Regions from separate parts of the Sus scrofa genome. Here region 2 is linked to region 1. A link is a contact called in public Hi-C data. All regions are on one chromosome and are shown on one strand. Each heading gives the region's core, a stretch centred on a gene start, on an enhancer-like site or on the middle of the called end of the contact. The rest is flanking DNA. Distances are from core to core; before and after follow the strand shown.

Evidence for each region. A called contact is a pair of places that touch in the nucleus more often than the background predicts.
Region 2: a contact with region 1 is called in a Hi-C map of liver, with 1.7 times the contacts expected there. The contact joins the promoter of FAM174B here to the enhancer-like site in region 1. A contact is called at or near these places in 2 of 5 promoter capture datasets (fetal liver and liver), 20 of 47 Hi-C or Micro-C datasets (adipocytes, alveolar macrophages, blood and 11 more) and 2 of 2 datasets of contacts at active chromatin or transcription factors (alveolar macrophages and skeletal muscle).

The regions. Positions count from the first base shown.
Region 1 is chr7:86,133,457-86,140,385 of Sscrofa11.1, reverse strand. No RefSeq gene overlaps it. Among named protein-coding and RNA genes, the nearest start is that of CHD2, 29 kb to the right of the region's middle. Within about 2 kb of position 4,230, at least 25 of the 83 cell types and tissues checked have an H3K27ac peak or open chromatin away from gene starts, as enhancers often do. A contact at or near this core is called in fetal liver, liver and skeletal muscle, where this site is marked.
Region 2 is chr7:86,177,738-86,184,666 of Sscrofa11.1, reverse strand. FAM174B (membrane protein FAM174B) reads right to left here and starts at 2,697. Exons shown (of 2, transcript XR_002345977.1): 1 at 1,334-2,697.

The sequences.
Region 1 (6,929 bases), core at 2,981-5,480:
TAAAATTAATGACTGAAGTTTCCACCTTAAGAGCAATGTAAACCTAATATAACCAGAAAGAAGAAAATAAAAAGGATGAGAGTTGTAATCAGTGAACTAGAAAACAAACAACAGAAAAAATTAACAAAATCAAACTTGGATCCTTTAGAAGATCAACACAGTTGATAAAGCCCTTGCTAGACTACTCTATAAAAAAATGTAAAAATGTAAATTAAAGCGGTGTCATCAGTACAGAGCCTACAGACATTAAAAGCATAATATTCAACTGAGCAAAGGAGAGAGCAGAGGAGAAGTGAATATGTGGCTATGTTTGATTTGTGTGCTGGTAGAGGGTGAAGAACACTGATGATTTATCTAGAAAGTCTCCAAGGTGTCAGGAAAGTTTCCCCAAAGCAAAATCAAGTGAAGGGAGGCTTAAATGGCCAAAAGGGGGGTATTTTGGAACCCTGGTTCACAAACTTTGAAAAAACCTTGGGCATTTTAAGTAAGGCAGAGAAGCAACAATGAGACCTCCTCCAAAAGTAAACTTCTGATCTTAACTGCTTCTGCAAAAGAAAATATCGAAAATAAGCAGCGAGAAGAATGGTCTTTAAATTTTGAGAAGCTGGGGGCTAAGAAGAACCTCAAAAATACAAAATTCGGGAGTTCCCGTCATGGCTCAGTGGTTAACAAATCTGACTAGGAACCATGAGATTGCAGGTTCGATCCCTGGCCTTGATCAGTGGGTTAAGGATCCAGTATTGCCATGTGCTGTGGTGGAGGCCACAGATGTGGCTCGGATCCCGCGTTGCTGTGGCTCTGGTGTAGGCCGGTGGCTCAGCTCCGATTCGACCCTAGCCTGGGAACCTCCATATGCCACAGGAGCAGCCCAAGAAATGGCAAAAAGACAAAAAAAAAAAAGAATTTGGTAAATTTTTTTTTTTTTTTTTTTTGCACTTTTCTAGGGCCACACTTGCGGCATATGGAGGTTCCCAGGCTAGGGGTCGAATCGGAGCTGTAGCCAACGGCCTACACCAGAGCCACAGCAACACAGGATCCGAGCTGCATTTGCGACCCACACCACAGCTCACGGTAACGCCAGATCCTTAACCCACTGAGCAAGGCCAGGGATCGAACCCGCAACCTCATGGTTCCTAGTCGGATTCGTTAACCACTGAGCCATGACGGAACTCCCCAAATTCATTTCTTAAGCAGATAGTTATAAAACATTAATGATAAAGACGACTGAACCTTCTTCACTTGACTAAGTGGTCACTGAAAAGCCAGGATTATTAGGTATCTAATTATCTTGATGGATCAGAGGAAGACCTCACCCTTAATGGTTAAAAGTTCTTCTGCTGGCTTTAGACAACTTCTAATGTCCCTTCCTATTTAGGGCTATATATGGAAAGCGAAATGATCCTATCACATTATTTCTCAGTAAAAGAAGCCATGTTTTCCTTAAGTGGGAAAAGGGTCTACTAAAGAGAAAAAAAACAAAACAAACAAAACAAGATGGAACGTCCCTGGATGTAAAGGTTTACATAACGAAAGCACAAATACTGTATGACACTACTTATATGTTACTGAAAATAGGCATATTCATAGAGACGGAAAGCAGAATAGAGATTACCATGGGCTGGGGGAGGGAAGAATGGGGAATTGTCGTTTAGTAGGTACAGAGTTTCAGCTTGAGATGAAAAAGGTCTGTAGATAAATAGTGGCGATAATCACACAACATTGTGAATGTACTTAATGCCACTGAATTGTATATTTTATTTTATTTTATTTTATATTTTTTTCCACATAGGCAGTATGTGGAAGTTCCTGGGCCAGGAGTGGAACCTAAACCACACAGCAGCAACCAGAGCCTCAACCCACTAGGCCATCAGAGAACTCCCTGAATTGTAGCTTTTAAAATGGTACATTTCATGTTATGTATATCTTACCACACAAAAAAAAAACCCTTAAAAAAAATAAGTAGCAGGAATAACATTTTTTTGATGAGACACTAATGAGAAGTCACAAATAAATTACCTAATTGCACAGGAAACAAAAAAATTAATGCTACAAAAATGTTTATGAAGGATCCTTAATTACTATTCCACAATCCATACTTTAGGAACTTAATGTAGATAGGAAGTATAATTATTACACAAAAAATAATGACATTGGAAAAAACAAGTAGAGAAGGGGTTAGCTTATTCACAGTTATGACTATTTCCTATGTACAAGCCTACAGTTTAGAAATAGATCAGGCCTGAATTATGTCAGCTGAGTTCACTAATCATAAAACCTTTGTAAAGGATATGGATTGAGAATGAGGATTACATCCTATTTCTGGGTCTGGAAGAGGCAAGGCAGTGGTCAGGATCACTCTGCTCACACAGACCTGTTCCAAGGCCAGTACCTAGAAGCCAGAGAGCCCTCGGTACGTGTTAGCTGCCATGAGGTTTCTGAAGGTCACCGGCCCATTCAATCTAGAAGCTCACAGATCAAGCTGGATCTGCTAATCCCTGCTCAAAGAGCAAGCCTAAAGATAAACTACTGCTAATTATTGTTCCATTTTGTGTATGTAGCTGTTTAAAAGTGTTTTTTTCCCCTACATTTCATCATCTGACCATCATAGTTAATTGCCCTGCAAAGAAAATGGGGCAGATATAATCATCTACATTTTATGACCGAGGAAGTCACAAGGGTGAGGCCCAGAAAGTCCATGTCTTGAAGCTTTTAATGGCAGAGCTGAGGTCAAAACCAAAGCCTTTTGGTTACCAGAATCCCTTTTCTCAAATTCTGCAGTCCTGGCAGGACTGGGATGAAGGTAAGGAACTTGTCTCAGGCACAAAGTCTAAGAGGCACCAGAGAGAGACAAATAATATTTAATGGAACATTTTAAAAAGTTAAAAATTAATGCTAAAATATCTCCGATGAACAAAATATCAAACCTTTAAATAAAGACAGGCTCTTTGCTTGTTCTCTGACCCCAAGCTATTGCGTAATGGGAATAGTTGTTTTCTATCAGCTTGAGGCTTCCAGGTCCCCTAGGCTGTCTTATTCCCCTCTCCAGGGTTTATGAGGGTTGATGGTGGTGTGCATACAGAAGGGGTATGTGGGGCTTTCTACAGAGTCATGATTATTTGATTGCAGAGGTGTAGCAGAATTGGCTGGGGTCAGAGAGCCAGGGAATGGCCACATCCCGGTTGGCTTTCAGAACTGAAGACAGCAAGGTCCTCATGGTTTGTCGCTCTGTACTGCCTCTGTCCATTCTCTCTCTTCCTAGCGCCTACATCCAGTAAAGAGAAAACATATTGTCAAGGACTCACTCTACTGTGCCCTGAAAATGGGAGGAGCCCAGGTGAAGTCCTAAGAAGTTCTCAGGACAGAGATACTTCTGGTTGGCTGGTCAGGGGCTATTGCATAACAAGTCGGTTTTGCAGAGATTCTATCGAGTGCCAGGGGCAAGATCTATTTTTGGCCCGACATACAGGGCGTGTCCTACTTTTAAGGAGCTCTAATAAGTGGGAAACTGTATTTACATAAGACGTACATTAAATTGTGATGATTTGCGTTGACTAAATGACATGGCATCCCATTCAATAGCAAGTTCCCCTAATCTATTTAATGGAATTAGATTTACAGTTGGTGAGTATTTTACTATAGCAAATCTTCCATCGGCTGTTATTTGAGCATCTACAACTGTGCCGTGGTAAACAAATAAAGTCTAAGTCAAGGTCTCTGCCCCCAGTCAAACCACGTGGAGCCTACTCAGGGAGATATGATCCATGTACCCAAATAGGCAAATATTAACTTAAGATAAGAGCCCATTGGGTACTGAATTACATAGCCATTAGCTCATAGGAATTCCAAGGAGGGAAAGCAATCACTTTGGAAGACAGAAAACAGAACAGTTTGCATGAACTTGTTCTGTGTAACAAGAGCCTCACTGGCAATGCGAGTGGCACACATGGGAGGGTTATGGGGAAGGGTGTGCAAAAGAGAAGGGCAGGCAGGTGCCAGACAGGATCACAGGAGTGACACATCCAGTCTGGCTGAGTAGCTGCCTCATTGAGCTGGCAAAGCACCAGTCTTAGAATTGAAACTGGCAATGGGAAGACGACTGAGAAAGAAATGGTTGAAACTATCTGAAGAAAGCTGCATCAGTGTAATGTCAGGAAGGTCCATGTATGAAGAGCCACAAGAGATGACTGGTTAGTGTGTGATGTAGGAGAAAGGTCAAGGAGAGACACCTGAGACTGATGGTCATGCTTGGAGGGGAGGGAGTATCAGGATGACTTCACAGGGACTACACTGGTCTGTTTGTCTAATACTGAACATGCCCTTGATCCCGCAGTCTTTGAGCCAACAGACAAAATACGACCTCACTCTAATTCTTCTCAGTAGTGTGATCTTTATAATAAAATCTAGACTATCTTTGGAAGGACACTGGGGAAACTAGTTACATTAATTGCTCTAAGAGAGGAGTGCTGGGTGAATGGGAACAGAGGTGAGACTTTTCACTGTATATCTTTTGTAGCCTTTGAATTTGAACCAGGTGTTAACTTATTTTTAAAAATTTTTTATTTTTTTGTCTTTTTAGGGCCCCACCCATAGCATATGGAAGTTCCCGGGCTAGGGTTGAATCAGAGCTGTAGCCAGAGGCCTACACCACAGCTACAGCAACTCGGGATCCAAGCCTCTCCTGCGACCTACACCATGGCTCACAGCAATGCTGGATCCTTAACCCACTGAGTGAGGCCAGGGATTGAACCTGAGTCCTCATGGATAACTTCAGATGTTAACTATTTAAGACATTTTTTAAAAAATCAAAAGATAAAATACATGTGTGCTAAAAAAAAAAATGGATGAAATACACAAAAATATTTCAAGAGTACAATCTTGGGAGTTCCCATTGTGGTGCAGTGGAAACAAATCCAACTAGAATCTATGAGGAAGCAGGTTCTATCCCCATGTTGCTGTGGCTGTGTGGTAGGCAGGCAGCCATAGCTCCAATTCGACCCCTGGCCTGGGAAATTCCATATGCCACAGGTGTGGCCCTAAAAAGCAGGAAAAAAAAAAAAAAAAAAAAAAAAGAGAGGAGACAATCTTCAGGATTCTGCCCAATCAAAAAAAACAAAAAAAAAACAAATAAAGAAACTCCTTCCCAATTGTTAAAGAAACAGCCTTATTAAGGTCTGATGGACATACGAAAATCTGCCCATTTGTAAAGTGGACAATTTGCTAAGTACGCCTTGAGTGCATTTACATCTGCAAAGCCATAAGCATAATAAAGATAACAAACCTATTCATTACCTTTGAGGGTTTCCTCATGCCCTTTAAAGTCCGTGTCTCACATCCATCCCCGTCCATTCTCCCATCCCCAGGTAACCAAGGCACTGTCCTGCTTTCTATTTGTTTGCATTTCCTAGAATTTTATATAAATGGAATCATATGGTATACATCCTTTGGTCTGGCTTCTTTCACTCAGAAAAAATATTATTGAGATTATCCTTGCTCAGTCACTAATTTTTTTTTTTTTTTTTTTGTCGTCTTTTTGCCTTTTCTAGGGCCACTCCCGAGGCATATGGAGCTTCCTAGGCTAGGGGTCTAATCGGAGCTGTTGCTGCCGGCCTACGCCAGAACCACAGCAACGTGGGATCTTAGCCACATCTGTGACCTACACCACAGCTCGTGGCAACGCTGGATCCTTAACCCACTGAACAAGGGCAGGGATCGAACCCGAAACCTCATGGTTCCTAGTCGGATTCGTTAACCACTGTGCCACGACGGGAACTCCTATATATTGTTAAATATTATTCTATTTTATAGATAGCCACTTGGGTAAATACTGAGGAGCAGGGTCATAAACTAAGTACAAGAAATTGCCAAATTTTTCAAAGTGATTGTACCATTTTGCATTTTCACCAGCAGAGTATGAGAGCTTTAGTTGCTCTATATCCCCCCCTTGGCATAGTTGTGCCTTTTTTTTTTTTTTTGTCTTTTTAGGGCCACCCTCAAAGCATATGGAGGTTCCCAGGCTAGGGCTCGAATGAGAGTGGTAGCAGTCGGCCTACACCACAGCCACAGCAACATGGGATCTGAGCCGCATCTGTGACCTACACCACAGCTCACAGCAACACGGATCCTAACCCACTAAGCAAGGCCACAGATAGAACATGCATCCTCATGAGTGCTAGTCAGATTCATTTCCGCTGAGCTGCGATGGGAACTCCTGCTTAGTTTTTAATTTTAATTTTTATTCTTGTTTATTGAGATATAATTGACATACAACACTGTATAAGTTTAGGATATACAGCCTAATTTGACTTACATACATCGTGAAGTGATTATCACAATAATTTTAGTAAACATCCTTTATATCACATAGGTACAAAATTAAAGATATAGAAAAAATTTTTTTTCTTGGGGGAGAACTCAGGATTTACTCTTAACGACTTTCATATGTAACATACGGCAATGTTAATTATATCTCTCATGTTGTACCTTATAACCCTCTGGCACAGTCTTTTTAACTCACCACTTTTTTATCATCATCATAGTCATCATCATTATTGCTATTGCTGTATTGTTATTTAGTGGCATCTTAGCGTGGTTTCAATTTGGGTTTCCCCAATGACTAATGATATTGAGCATCTTTTCATGTAATTATTTGCCATCTGCATATCTCCTTGGGGAACTCTATATATTTTGCCCACTTAAAAATTACATTGCTGGAGTTCCCCTTGTGGCTCAGTGGTAATGGACCTGACTAGTATCCAGGAGGATGCAGGTTCCATCCTTGGTCTTGCTCAGTGGATCAAGGATCCGGCGTTGCTGTGACCTGTGGTGTAGGTCAAAAAAGTGGCTTGGATCCTGTGTTGCTGTGGCTGTGGTGTACGCCAGCAGCTGCAGCTCTGATTTGACCCCTAACCTGGGAACCTCCATGTGCCAAG
Region 2 (6,929 bases), core at 1,448-3,947, 46 kb before region 1:
CCTATTTAATTCTATTGGGAATAAGATATAAATTCCTACTGATGAGATAAAATTCATATCATACAGCAAGACAAGGAAATTTAAAGGTAAGTTTTTTTTCTCTCCCCATTTTGGCTGCCTCCCTCCCCAACAACAATGAAGTGTGTGTTGTGCTTGGTTAAACAGCCCTCCTTAGGAGCCAACATTCCTTCTTAATCTCATAAAGGGTTACAACTCCTGAGGAGATAACCATGCTTCTTAACCTGGAAATAGGCCATGATGACCCATGACTCATTTTGTATACATAGGTCTAGGTTCTGCAAACTGCCAATAATACATCACTTGATGAACAGCGCATGTGTCTCAACAACTTGTATAACTGTGCTTTCACCTCTAACAAGTAGAACAGTCCTCAGAGGTTTCTCAAAGAGTGTCCCCTGGGTTATAAACCTTAGGTTGGCAAAATAAAATTTTTGTTACATCAACTATAAATTTTTCATTGACCATGTGGCTGAAATTCAAAATTTACAAAGACCTACTAAGAAAAAAAAAACAACTTCCCAACTCAGTCCTGGCAACCTGCTTCCTTTCCTTGGATGAAAAAGCACTATTAACAACTTCTTGATATCCTTCCAGGGATATTTTATGCATATAAGGTACAAGCAACTAACAAGTATAACCTCGTGTCATTTTACACATTACACTCAACGGGAAGTTTGAGCTACAGTTTCCTCACCTGTAAAAGGGCATTGTTAGGATTACATCACATATTCATGAAAATGCCTTAATCCTAGTGCCTGGCATGGAGTTTGGACTCAAAAACACATCCGCCCTTTCCCTACCTTTAAAAAGGCTAAGAGATAAGCGTTTTGGGTGCCTCAGAATCACACAGTGCTAGTTAATCACAGATTGTCTCCCAATCCCTCAGTTTCCAACCCAGCAGGGCCCGAATAGATCCAAGTATGTGCATTTCCAAGAAGCTCTCAGGTGCTGCAGATGCTGATCAGAGGGTCATCTGACCACCTGAAAGCACAGTGGGAACTTAGATGCCCCAGATTCCATCCCAGGTTCTGCATCTGGAGCAAACTACTCTGGGCTTCAGTTTTCTGTTTAATAAACAAAACTCCCATCTCGGAGGCTGTTGCGCAGGTTAAATAAGATACTGCAGGGGCATTTGTCACGACAAATGCTCAAGGACGACAACGCGAAAGGAACGTGGAGCTGCTGGGAAGGCGGGGGATGGCCCGCAAAACAGGAACCGTGGTCCTTGGCTACGTCCCAACTCGCACATCGTCGTTTCCCACCCCCACCCCAGAAACCTGCGGGGGCCAGGGACTGAGGTCAGAATCCACACCTTAAAGGCGAGGCGGGGGCTTCTGTAAGGAAGTCCTGAAACACCGAGCACCGAGTACCTCCACGCTTCTCTACGGGGCTTACTGTTTAAACTGCGTGTAAAGATGCAGGTGACACTCGTTGAACCTCACTGTAAACGTCCACGCCAGGGGAGGGTGCGCTGAGTGCCCCGCCCGTGGCGCGTGCGCTGCGGCGCTCGGGCGGGGGACTGACTGCAGGGCGCGGACGTGCGGCCAGCCGGGAAGGAAATGGCGAGGTCCGGACGGGCCGGGGCTCGGCCGGGGCTCGGCTGCCAGCCGCTAGGGGGCAGCCGGGCGTCTGCGGGCCGCGGCCGGCTGGAACCAGTCCGGCCGGAAGTTGGGGCGGTGCCTTGACTTCCGCAGCGACGCGCCACGTGGTCTGCTGGGGGTCCTGGAGAAAATAACAAGATGGCGGCGAAGGGGCGGGGCCGGTCGGTGTCCTTGAGGCTGCAGGTCCCTTAAAGGGCGGCGTTGGCTGGGCAGGGTAAGATGGGCTGATGGGTTGCCCGGCCGAACCTGGACCCAATAGCAAGGAGCTGCGCGAGATCGGAGTCCTGTTCCTGCGGAGCTCTCTGGCCCGGCCCGCTATGACCGCACCAGCCGCAGGATCAGCACGGCGCATTCCTGTGCAGCCGCCAGTCGGCTTCTCATTCCCGACCCCTTTTGCTTAGTTCCTGCGTTTGCTGTTCTGTGCCAACAAGGACAGCAGAGACGTCTTCCTCGGGCGTTTTCTTTCTGCGGGAGAGATTAGGTGTTGCACTTCGAGTGGGCGAGTCCTACTTCGATCAAAAGGCACTCTCCCCCTTCCAGCAGTTTCCATTACCATTTCCTGTCTTTGTTCAAAGGCCTAGAACTGCTCCCTTTCTGATGGGAAAAAACAACTCGCAAAGATCTGGGCTTTAAGTGGCTTCCCTGCCTTGTCCAAAGTGTTGGAGCTTGTTTGACTTGTACCCAGAAGCTGCTCTGGGACCTCCAAAGTGTTGCAGAGTCTGAGATTGTATTACTTTATATCAACCACCTTAGATGTTTTTTTCAGAAAGATAAATGTAGTTGTGGGTTGTTGCATATTATAAAATGCAGGAAATAAGAGCAAAGTCGAATAGTGTTCCTGGCCTTTCAATAAAGACCTGCAGTTTCGGAGTTCCCCGTCATGGCTCGATGCTTAATGAATCCGACTAGGAACCATGAGGTTGTGGGTTCAATCCCTGGCCTCGTTCAGTGGGTTAAGGATCCAGTGTTGCCATGAGCTGTGGTGTAGGTCACAGACACGGCTGGGATCTGGCGTTGCTGTGGCTACAGCTCTGGTTCAACCCCTAGCCTGGGAACCTCCATATGCTGCGGGTGCGGCCCTAAAAAGACAAAAAAAAAAAAAAAAAAAAAGACCTGCAGTTTCTCTTTTGGATAGGGAGGACCAAGCCCGTGAATCTCTGCTTGGCCAATTGCCCAGGCTTGGTTTTCATTCCTCATCCTGTTTCATTTTACATAAGTTGGACACAGAAGGGCCAGTGTGGGTAAAAATAGTTAACACAGCCATTGGGCTTGTAGAGTATATTTAGAGTAAAGGAGACGTTTGTCCTTGATTTTATTTATAAATGTGTCGTTTTAGGATTCAGATTCTCTCATTCTAATTTGTGAGACTTGGCAAGTCTGAAACGATACGACTGTTTTGTTTCTAAATAGTGGAACTTGACTCTCAAAGGTTTGGGAGGTTAAATAAAATTTTCTGAATGTAGCAGGTCCCCACTACAGTGACAAAGCTGGAGAAGGACATTACTTTATGAAGGAGCCCTTCTGGTTTTGTCCGTCTGGTAGGGATTTTAACACTTGTGCTGTGATCAAAACTGCATTGCTGTTAAGTGCAGACTAGGAACAGTATAATTTGATTGGGAGGGGAGGAAGTGACAAGGCCGCTCAAGATTTTCGTTCTAGGGCTTAAATTCGGATTTTTTTTTTTTTTTTTAACCCAGCAATTTGAGAGAATTTTCCTTCAGCCACTCCTTTTTGTAACCAAGCCTTCAGAGGTTTGTCCAATGTTTGGCTAAAAAAAAAAAAAAAAAAAAAAAAAAAAAAGGAATGAATGGAGTTTGCAAAGAATCCTTTTACCTGGAGGGGTTAGAACCTTCCCTTCCTTGAACGGGAAAGAATGCAGCTACCTTCAGAACATTTTCTCAGAAAGAGCCTGCCTCATTGTGTCCTTATGTTTTGCAGTGATTACCCCCTTCTTTGTCTCCTTTTGTACATATAATTCAGATGGAAACTTGGGCAGCTTTTTCTGCAAATGCCCATCATACAGGAGCACAAGAATTAGCATCCTCAGGCCTTCAACTGTTTGCCTCCAAAATTTCCTTAACACTACCTTACTATTAAAAGGAGAAAATGCTTCATAAATATTTAAATAGTTAATTTCAGCAAATTTGACTTTTTTAAAAAACCAGAGAAGTAGTAAAAAAAAAAAAATTTAAAAGAACCAGCACTCTAGTAATTCTGAGATACTTGTCCTTGTAGGCAGAGATTTAAGTTTTGTTTTGTGGGTTGTTTTTTTTTTTTTTTGATGGCCACACCCTCAGGTGGAATGGGAGTTGCAGCTGCCGGCCGTAGGCCACAGCCACAACTCCAGATCTGACCCTAATCTTCAAGCTATACTACAGCTTGAGGCAACACCAGATCCTTAACCCACTGAGCGAGACCAGGAATCGAACCCACATCCTTGTAGATGCTAGTCAGATTCTTAACCTGATGAACCGCAATGGGAATTCCCATAAGTCTGTTTTGAGGAGATTATGTTTGTACAGTTTGGTACCTTTTTTTTTTTTTTTTTTTTTTAGTTTGGTACCTTTTTCACTTGACTTTAAAAAATATATTGTTTTCTTTCATATTGCTTAAATTATGCTCAACACCAAACAAAAGGTATTGATGAGGAGTTGCCGTTGTGGCTCAGCAGTAACAAACCTGACTAGTATCCATGAGGACATGGGTTTGCTCCCTGGCTTTGCTCAGTCGGTTAAGGATCCGACGTTACTATGAGCTGTGGTGCAGGTCACAGAGGCTTGGATCTGGCATTGCTGTGGCTGTGGCGTGGGCCAGAAGCTGTAGCTCTGATTAGACCCCTAGCCTGCGAACTTCCATATGCCGTGGGGGCAGCCCTAAAAAGATACACACACACAAAAATTATAGAAGAATACAAAGGAAAAAAAAAAACAATGCCTCAGTCATGGAATAACCACTGTTAAACAAGGTGTGTCGTTGTCTTAGAGAGAAGTGCTCCTGTGGTGCTTCGGGTTAAGGTTCCGGTTGTCACTTCAGCAGCTCAGGTCACTGGTGTGTCGAGGGTTTGATCACTGGCCTGGGAATTTCCATACACCATGGGTGCAGCCAAATAAATAAATAAATAAATAAATAAAACTACCTAGTTTTGTAACCTACATTTTGCATTTAGCCCCATATAATATACATTTTCCCAGGTCAAATAAGAATCTTCATGGGAGTGTTCATCGTGGCTCAGTGGTTAATAATCCAACTAAGAACCATGAGGTTGTGGGTTCGATCCCTGGCCTGCTCACTGGGTTAAGGATCTGGTGTTGCCATGAGCAGTGGTGTAGGCCGCAGACATGGCTCAGATCTGGCGTTGCTGTGGCTGGGGCTCTGGCGTAGGCTGGCAGCTACAGCTCTGATTAGACCCCTAGTCTGGGAACTCCATATGCCCAGGAGCAGCCCTAGAAAAGGCGAAAAGACAAAAAAAAAAAAAAAAAAAAAAAAAAAAAAGAATATGATGTTTAACCTTAAGTTAAATATTTAAAAGGAATCCTTTCACTGACAGCCTGTTAATAATACAGAAACCTCTTTTCCCTTTAACAAGTTCATTTCTACATATAGATATGGTATAAAAGGAACTTATTGCTGGAACTTTCTTTCCAATATGCAGCAAGTATAAAAACTTTGTTGTTCTCCAAAATTATCTACTATAAATGAACTTTGAGGATAGGGGGTTTTTTTAGGGTAAAGTCCTCTAAACCTCACCTATAGTCACTTTATTAGCTATTTTCAATTGTGATATTGTGGACATGCTGCTAAAACTTTATCCATAGGAACAAGAAAGACGGTTCTATTCAAAGCAAAATGACTGATTAAGATTCCTCCTCTATGTTTAGTATAATGATGTCTGGATACGCCTTACCAGAAACTGTTCCATAGCCTGTTCTTCCAAAATTACCTCTATTTGCCACAATCCTTCCTTCACTCTCTAAAAGTGATTTAGAAAACATGGAGAAGGAGTTCCCTTCGTGGCACTGTGGTTAATGAATCTGACTAGGAACCGTGAGGTTGCAGGTTCGATCCCTGGCCTTGCTCAGTGGGTTAAGGATCCACCGCTGCCGTGAGCTATGGTGTAGGTCGCAGACACGGCTCTGATCCCACGTTGCTGTGGCTCTGGCATAGGCTAGCAGCTATGGCTCCGATTCAGCCCCTAGCCTGGGAACCTCCATATGCCTCAGGAGCAGCCCTAGAAAAGACAAAAAAAAAAAAACAACCTGGAGAAGTAAAGATGAATAAAACAAACACATAAATAATGAGGAAAAAAATCAATCAGCAGCCGTTGTGATCGTCTTAAAATTACTTCAGGGAATGCGATCCTCCTTCCTGGGGGTAATACCAGTTCTTATCACCCACTATACTTTATTTTTTTATTTTTATTTTTTTTGCCATTTCTTGGGCCGCTCCTGCGGCATATGGAGGTTCCCAGGCTAGGGGTCTAATCGGAGCTGTAGCCACCAGCCTACGCCAGAGCCACAGCCACGCGGGCCGAGCCGCGTCTGCAACTTACACCACAGCTCATGGCAACGCCGGATCGTTAACCCACTGAGCAAGGGCAGGGATCGAATCTGCAACCTCATGGTTCCTAGTCGGATTCGTTAACCACTGCGCCACGACGGGAACTCCCAACCCACTATACTTTAAACAACACTAGTGCCTTTGCAAATGAAGCCCCTTCCAATGACTAAACATAGATTAAGATATGTTCCACTAAAAGGAATATGTCATTTAATAATATTTATTCAAATAAGAATAAATATTATATTATTCTTATAGTAGCTTTAAGAGCTACTATATATGGCAATCATGATTAGTTTCTAATAGTCTTCCTTTTGGTGACAATACCCTGGTGCAGAGACTTATCTCTGGAGATAGAGCATTTGAGGCCAGTTACAAAATTGTCTAATTCTACAGATGCCCAGTAATAAAAATGGGAAGTTTTTTTTTTAGCTCCATCAGCACTGTGCATTGAGATTAAAATCTATTATCAGAGATTCATTCACTGTGATCCTTTCAAAACAACTCTAGATTTGTTTGTTTTATCATTCAGATTTCATAGCTGATAGCCAAGGCAGTAAATGGATGAGTATTTTTCATTTTAATTCTTTTAAGGGACATTGTCTTTGAACAGCTTTTGGAAGCTATAACTCTTAGAAATCTGTCTCCTAGGAGCTGAAGTTTAAAAATCTACTGATATTGGACTTCCCTGGTGGCCTAGCAGTTAAGGATCTGGTGTGGTCACTGCTGTGACATGGGTTCCATCCCTGG